Linked DNA regions of Triticum aestivum: region 1 is linked to region 2. A link is a contact called in public Hi-C data. All regions are on one chromosome and are shown on one strand. The core of a region is the stretch at or near the end of the contact, and the rest is flanking DNA. Distances in the headings are between cores, read along the strand shown.

Evidence for each region. Hi-C and Micro-C count contacts between places; a contact is called where the count stands out from the background.
Region 1: a contact with region 2 is called in a Hi-C map of leaf, with 5 times the contacts expected there. The contact joins the promoter of LOC123052073 here to the promoter of LOC100049049 in region 2. A contact is called at or near these places in 2 of 5 Hi-C or Micro-C datasets (both in leaf).

Annotation. Positions count from the first base shown.
Region 1 is chr2D:120,398,006-120,401,445 of IWGSC CS RefSeq v2.1, reverse strand. It overlaps LOC123052073, which reads left to right and starts at 1,400. Exons shown (of 7, transcript XM_044475143.1): 1 at 1,400-1,567; 2 at 2,945-3,013; 3 at 3,128-3,198. The coding sequence starts at 2,965.
Region 2 is chr2D:120,196,806-120,199,941 of IWGSC CS RefSeq v2.1, reverse strand. It overlaps LOC100049049 (folate synthesis bifunctional protein, mitochondrial), which reads left to right and starts at 1,735. Exons shown (of 17, transcript XM_044475138.1): 1 at 1,735-2,031. The coding sequence starts at 1,800.

The DNA.
Region 1 (3,440 bases), core at 151-2,650, 200 kb before region 2:
GGAACCCTATATCCTTCGGGAGGAGGCCAGAAGATCTACGGGAGAGCCATGAGCTCACACGGCGCCTCTAGAGGGCGCGCCATGATAACCCACAAGTATAGGAGATCGTTTGTAGACTTTTTTTTATAAATAAGAGTATCGAACCCAACGAGGAGCTAAAGGTAGAACAAATATTTCCTCAAGTTCTATCGACCATCGATACAACTCTACGCACACTTAATGTTTGCTTTACCTAGAACAAGAATAAAAGTAGAAATACTTTGCGAGAATAAAACTACGAATAAATTGCAAGATAATAAATTTAGTAGTTTAGTAGAAAGCTTTTGTCACACAAGAAAGTTATTTGTCCCTAGTTGATCGATAACTAAACCGGTAATCATCATTTCAATTTTTATATCGGGGAGATGCATGAGCAAACATACTTTCCGTACTTGGATCATATGCACTTATGATTGGAAATCTAGCAAGCATCCGCAACTACAAAGATCATTAAGGTAAAACCCAACCATACCATTAAGTATCAAGTCCTCTTTATCCCATACGCAACAACCCCCTTACTCGAGTCTGTGCTTCTGTCACTCACGCCACCCATCATAAGTGAATCATGAACGTATTGCAACACCCTACAGTGGGGATCCCTCAAGTTTGCGCGACACGGAGGGCACCATAAGACAACACCAAAATGAAATATACAACCTCAAACCAATCATGAACATCAATCAACCCATAGGACAAAACAGATCTACTCAAATATCATAGGATAACCGCATATCATTGGATAATAATATATAGTGTTAACACCATGTATAAGTAGAGAATTGCAGCGGGAATAGAGAGGTTACACCCCATGCGAGGGCTAGTTCCTTCATCATGTCCTCTAGCTTTCCCTTCCCCTTGCTGCTGCTGCCCGACGCCGCGGATTTGCCTGAAGTTGCCATGGATCCCTCGCACCAGATCGGAAACCCTACCTCTGCCGATCTCCTAGACTCCCACCAAGGCCGGGTAGCAACCTGAGGTTTCCCCAAGTTCAGCCCGAGAGGAAGACCGGGGTTACAACGGAGGAGGTAACGGAGATCTCTACGTCATCGACGACGACGAGAGGAGATAAAACCCTAACGAGAGGGGAGTTTTGCTCCTTTGGCTTACAACCTCAATCAAGTGTTGGAAGCAGTCACTACGATTCAGTCCAACAGTAGTGGACAGGCCAATGGAAGTGTTGGCCTACTTCTACAATATCGTATAACCCCTTGAGGGAAGAAAAGAAACGTAGGAATGGCCGAGCGCTAATGGGCCTGGGCCGTCCAGAGGAAACGATCAGAGTTGGGGGCCGATTTCCAACCTAACCATTTTCTGGCTGTTGGGTTCGATCCGTTTGGAAGTAGTAATTACTCTTTTTCTAAGACCATCTTTTATTTTCCTCACCTCCCTCTCCCTCCGTGCCAAGCGGTCAGCGGCGTCCCTCTTCCTCCCGAGCGACACGGCGACACGCTCTGCCCGGTCCGCCGCAAGTTGGACTCCTCCGCCGCCGCAACGCCCACCTCTCTCCGACGCACCGCATCAGATTGAGGTAGGCCTCGCCTTCCTCGGTTTCTCCGTCGGCCGTCGCCCTCCTTTCCCTCTGCCCACCATCCCAGGCGGGTGGATGCGCGCGCGTCCACTGCCCCTGCCCAACCTAGGGTTAAGACTTAAGAGTAGCCTGTTATTGCGTATATATTGCGTATTGACTCTGTTATTTCGTCCTCTCATTATCTCATGTATTATCTACCGACCCAATTTGCCTTAGCAGCTAACTAGGGTTGAGTATATTGCGTATTGGCTCCTCCAGCTCTCGCATTACAATTGGTTATTAAATTGGAGTGCCCTGCTTGGCATCATTGGGAGTTGGCAGGGTGGCACCCAGCAAGTAGAAGCAAGTTATTTGAAACAAAAAAGGTCTGAAGAAAATGATTGTGCTACATTGGTGGCAGTAGTATCACATGCTTAGTTAACAGATTGATGACCTAGAGGCTAGAGCTAGGGAAGAGCAAGCCTCAGATCTGATTGAGCTGCTAGTTATTTCTCCTTTCCTGTATCTGATTGATGACCGAGAGGGCAGAGCACCGTATTTCTTTAGGATAGGACTACTCAAATTGTCGGCCCATTTACTTATCGGACGAATTTTGAGTTTAGCGTACCGCTCAAACCCCAAGTCTCACATCAAGTCTGCCTCTGGATGACTGCTTCAATTTGGGGATTTCTTCATCAACCTTGATGCTGATTTTGCTGCAGTACTAATTATGTCCTGTCTGCACCTTGCATTGCATCTGTCATATCAGCCACACCTGAAACTGCATCTTGATCACATGTCCCGGGCTCGCCCACAGCTGCAACAAACATCCTCAAACACTTGCATATATTATCTCCTGCCAAATTATTCTGCTTTTTATGAGCTGAAATCACTGTATCAGGAGTGAATATTGGATCCATCTCCTATGCTCATTTCAATGTGCTTTACTGTAAGAGCTCAGAGAATGAGCATAGGGGATGGATCGGATATTGGATATTGGGTCCATCTTAAGTAGTTGTTAGAGCACGTGTCCAGATTGCAAATGTTGTACAGTATATCACATTCAATTGCCATGTATTGAGATGTCAAGTTGTCTTATGGAAAAAGTACTTTCTGACAACAAAGTCACAGGATTACTAATTTAGAAACTGCCGGCCATGCCAAGTTAACACCATTTGTGTTTGGACGGTAGTTTGAGACAGTAAGAGCTCAACTACCAATTCATTTTTTGAGTGAAATTACCAATTGGTTGACCCAGTTGAGTCATACCATTTCTCTTTGAAGGGTTCTTTATTGTTTTTCCTATACCAATTCTTGTTTTTTCGAAAAACTCTGTTCAAACTTTTAGCCTTCTTGGTTCGAAAAATTGTACCTAATGTTGGATCTAAATATAAATAGGGCCAGCCGAGCTCTCAGCCATGTCTGGACGTGAGGTTCGTGAGTACACTAACCTCAGCGACCCTAAAGGTTAGTGATTTCATCATTCTCAAGTCCCAGTGTGGACAAGTGGTTCTTCTCCTTTTTGGTTTATTGGACATTTTCTTAAATCAAATCATCACCTTTGGGGTTATGCGTATGCAGATAGAAAGTATGGGAAGGGGAAGGACAAGATCGACGATGAGGATGTCACCTTCCAGCGCATGGTAGCAAAGGTTAACCGGAATGCTCTTGCAAAAATAATTCTGATTAACTTGTGAATAAATTGAGTTATAATTACTTAGTAGCACTGTCCTGGTAGGTATCTTAATTTTAGGAAATTAGTTTAGCTGCCAAAATCTAAGTTACATTATCGATTCTCACATTCGAATATTGGATAGTTTTGATATTTGAAATGAGGGTCATGGAAAGAAAGAGGTCCGTTTTTGAGTTTTGACACGGTATTGTGCTTGGTACG
Region 2 (3,136 bases), core at 486-2,985:
GGAAAAGTCAGAGCAAACAGAGGTTCCATTCCATCCCCTGCAAAAGAAAAGAAAATGAATGAATTATTTAATTTCATGTGAAGTTTCCGCGTTATAAATAACTCGATAAACTTACTGCATCAAAATTAGTGCCTGTTCCTGAAGCATCTTTGGATCCCTTTGGCCCTCTTTCCAAGGAGAACAACAGGGAATTGGCTGTGGCCATGCTGGAACTGGTCAAAAAATGAAGGAGTGCTCAAGACTGAAGAGCGTACACACCGCGCACGCATGCGCGCGAGCGCCGGCAGTATCAGTAGGAGTATAATTGATTGCCAATCAGCAAAAGCGACCGCACGGACGGCAACGTTCCCGGCCGCATGGCATGGGAGCCACGACGCACAACACCACAAAAGAAGTGACCGCAACATCTTCCACTCACCTCTTCAACGTGTCATTGCGCATACATACACTTTCTCCCGCAAGGACACGCAAGAATATAAAACTTCTGAATCACACTCACTTTGCCCCCGATCTTTTTGTGGCATTGGTGCACTTTTGGTATGCGAATACAATGACTCACTCTTGTTTTCACTATTTCAACTTACCCAAAATTTTATATGTACGCAATAGATTTCATTTCGTTGGAAAGGCTAGAGCTCTCTATATCAATGAAAGATATATAAGCTTTGTGTATTCTTTTTATCTTTTGTGCAGAATCTTTGCCTATTCTCAAAAGGAAAAGAAGGCCAAAGCTATAGAAAGACACATCAAACATCTTCTTATTTCTTTTTTGATAAATGATATTTTCATCTAATCATTATATCAAACTAATACAACCGCTTGAACAATTTTCTTGGTTTCCTACAGGAGGCGATTAGAAGGCGGTGGTAATTCCCCTCCTTCAACCTCCGGCGCAACCATGGGTTCCCCTAGCCACCGTCGGCGATGTGACCACGGGAGGACGGGGGAACTCTGGATCTAAGTGTTCAGGCCTATGATGGAGGCAGGAATAGTTGTAGTTTTTTTTTCTCTAGTTGGCGGCGGCCAGACGACGGCGACGTCGACGGCTTGGAATAAATTCTCCCAACTCACTCCTCGTTCTGGTGGTGCTTTGTATTGTTGGGAGGCGTAAGTGATCCTTGTGGAGGCGACGCTCGACGGATGGCGGCGCTTCATCGTCGAGTAGGTCTTCCAGGCTCCGATCAACCTCGAATTCGTCCGGCGGAACGGAATCGACGGAGCTTTGGCGTAGATTTTTGCCGTCTCCTTGGAACGACGAGGTTAGGGCTTCTCGCGGAATTCTGGTGTCAAGTGCTTCGGATCGATTCAAAGGTTCACCGACGATAACTGCGGCTCCGGGATGCTGGTCTCTCAAGGCACATGCATGACGACTTCTCGACTGTCATCGACAAGGCCAGTCAGGTTTCGATAGGGGAGCGACGACGATGGTGCGGCATCGGCTCGTCCCGCTATAGTAGTGGTCGTCTCGTGGTCTAGGGATCTTAATGTAGTTTTTATTATATTTAGGATGCTTTGTACTTTTTGTAAACCTTTATAATCGATTCAAGTCATTTTCGCAAAAAGAAAATGGACACAACGGGCCTGTGCAGAAATCTTGCCTCAGTCCCAGAACGACGCTGCAAAAAGTGACACTGCTCGTGAAGGGATAATTAGTTTTTGCCTTTTCCGAGGGGTTTCTGAGCGTGCGAAGTGCACTTCTTAAAGCCCCTTCCCCTCCTCCCTGATTCTAGCTTGCTGACAAATACACAATCCACTGGGGAAAAGAAGGACATGTCAGCACTGAGAAAAAAGAAAAGGTGATGATATACCTTTTCCGGAGCATAAGTTATTGGGCGTTGCAGCGGTGCTGCTGTGTTCCCAGAGCCTCTGCCTGCCTGCAGACGGGTGCTGCAGTGACCAACGCAGCAGCCACGACCACGGCCACGACCAAGATGAGGGGGAGGAGAGGAGGAGCTGCGGCCATTGGAGCGGCGCTGCTGTTCTTGGCCGCCGCCTCACTGGGAGCTCATGCCAACACCGACTCAAACGATGGTAAGCGAGTCGTATTATTACTTCTGGTAGCCATTTCTCTGTTCTTTTGGTTTGATTTTACTTCGGAAAACCAAGAAACAATGCATTTCTTAGCTTGACTGAGTAGCAACGGATGGGGAAAATCTGTGTTCTTGGTTCCTCCTTCCCCCCTTGCTTTGGTCGGTTCACTTCAGTGCAGATAGGCTGCTTTTGGTACCCATTTCCTGGATTCCTGAAATTTTAGGTTTAGATGAGAGCAGGAAACCATTATGCCGAGAGGCTGCGTTTGGGCTCAGGAGGGAAAGCTGGAGATTCATGGACCCAACGGTCTCATTCGACCCTTCCTTGCTTTATTCTTTTGGTCAATTTGGAGCTCTGCTTTGTTCATTGGCATCCCATAAACATTTCCCTTCGTTGGTGTGTCAGTTAACCAACCCAGGAAAAGATGTTTGTTTAGCTCTTCGTTTCTTCCTGCTGCTGCTCTTTGGTCCTTTCTTGGTGGAAATTTTAGGGCCCTTGCAGTTTGGGATGAACAAATAGCAGAGTTTTCATCCGCAAAAATAAGAAAGAAAGAAGAAGCAGAGTTTTCAGAAGTTATATCCTAAATTATAATATTTTCCTAGTGGTGATGCTAAATTTGTGGCAAGTTCTCGATTTCTTGGTTTTATCCACCTAGATGTCTGACTTCAACAGAGAGTTTCTGAAAACTTCAGTTCATTTGTTCTTTTATGCCTGGTTTTGTGCGAGGTTGCAGACAGCTGCTCGTCCAAAAATAAAATAAAATTTGTTTGTGTGATTGCCAACAAACCCAGCTCTTGGTCCTATTAATATTTCATTTGGTTCCAGAATCAAACTAGTTTTGATGGACATTTGGTTACAGAATAATGGGGATACCTTGTTAGACATGACTACTTATTTGCAAAGTCAACTTCGAAATCGTTGATGGTACAGACAAGTTAAGTACAGTATTATTTTCCAATTTGGAAGTAAGACAAGTTAAGTATGATTCTGAAACGTCCTATATAAAACTATCAATGTTTACAAAATCTTTAATGACCAATTCCAGCATGCAGGAATGAACAAAATCATGCATAATATCACTATCCTTCACACTATTACGACATTA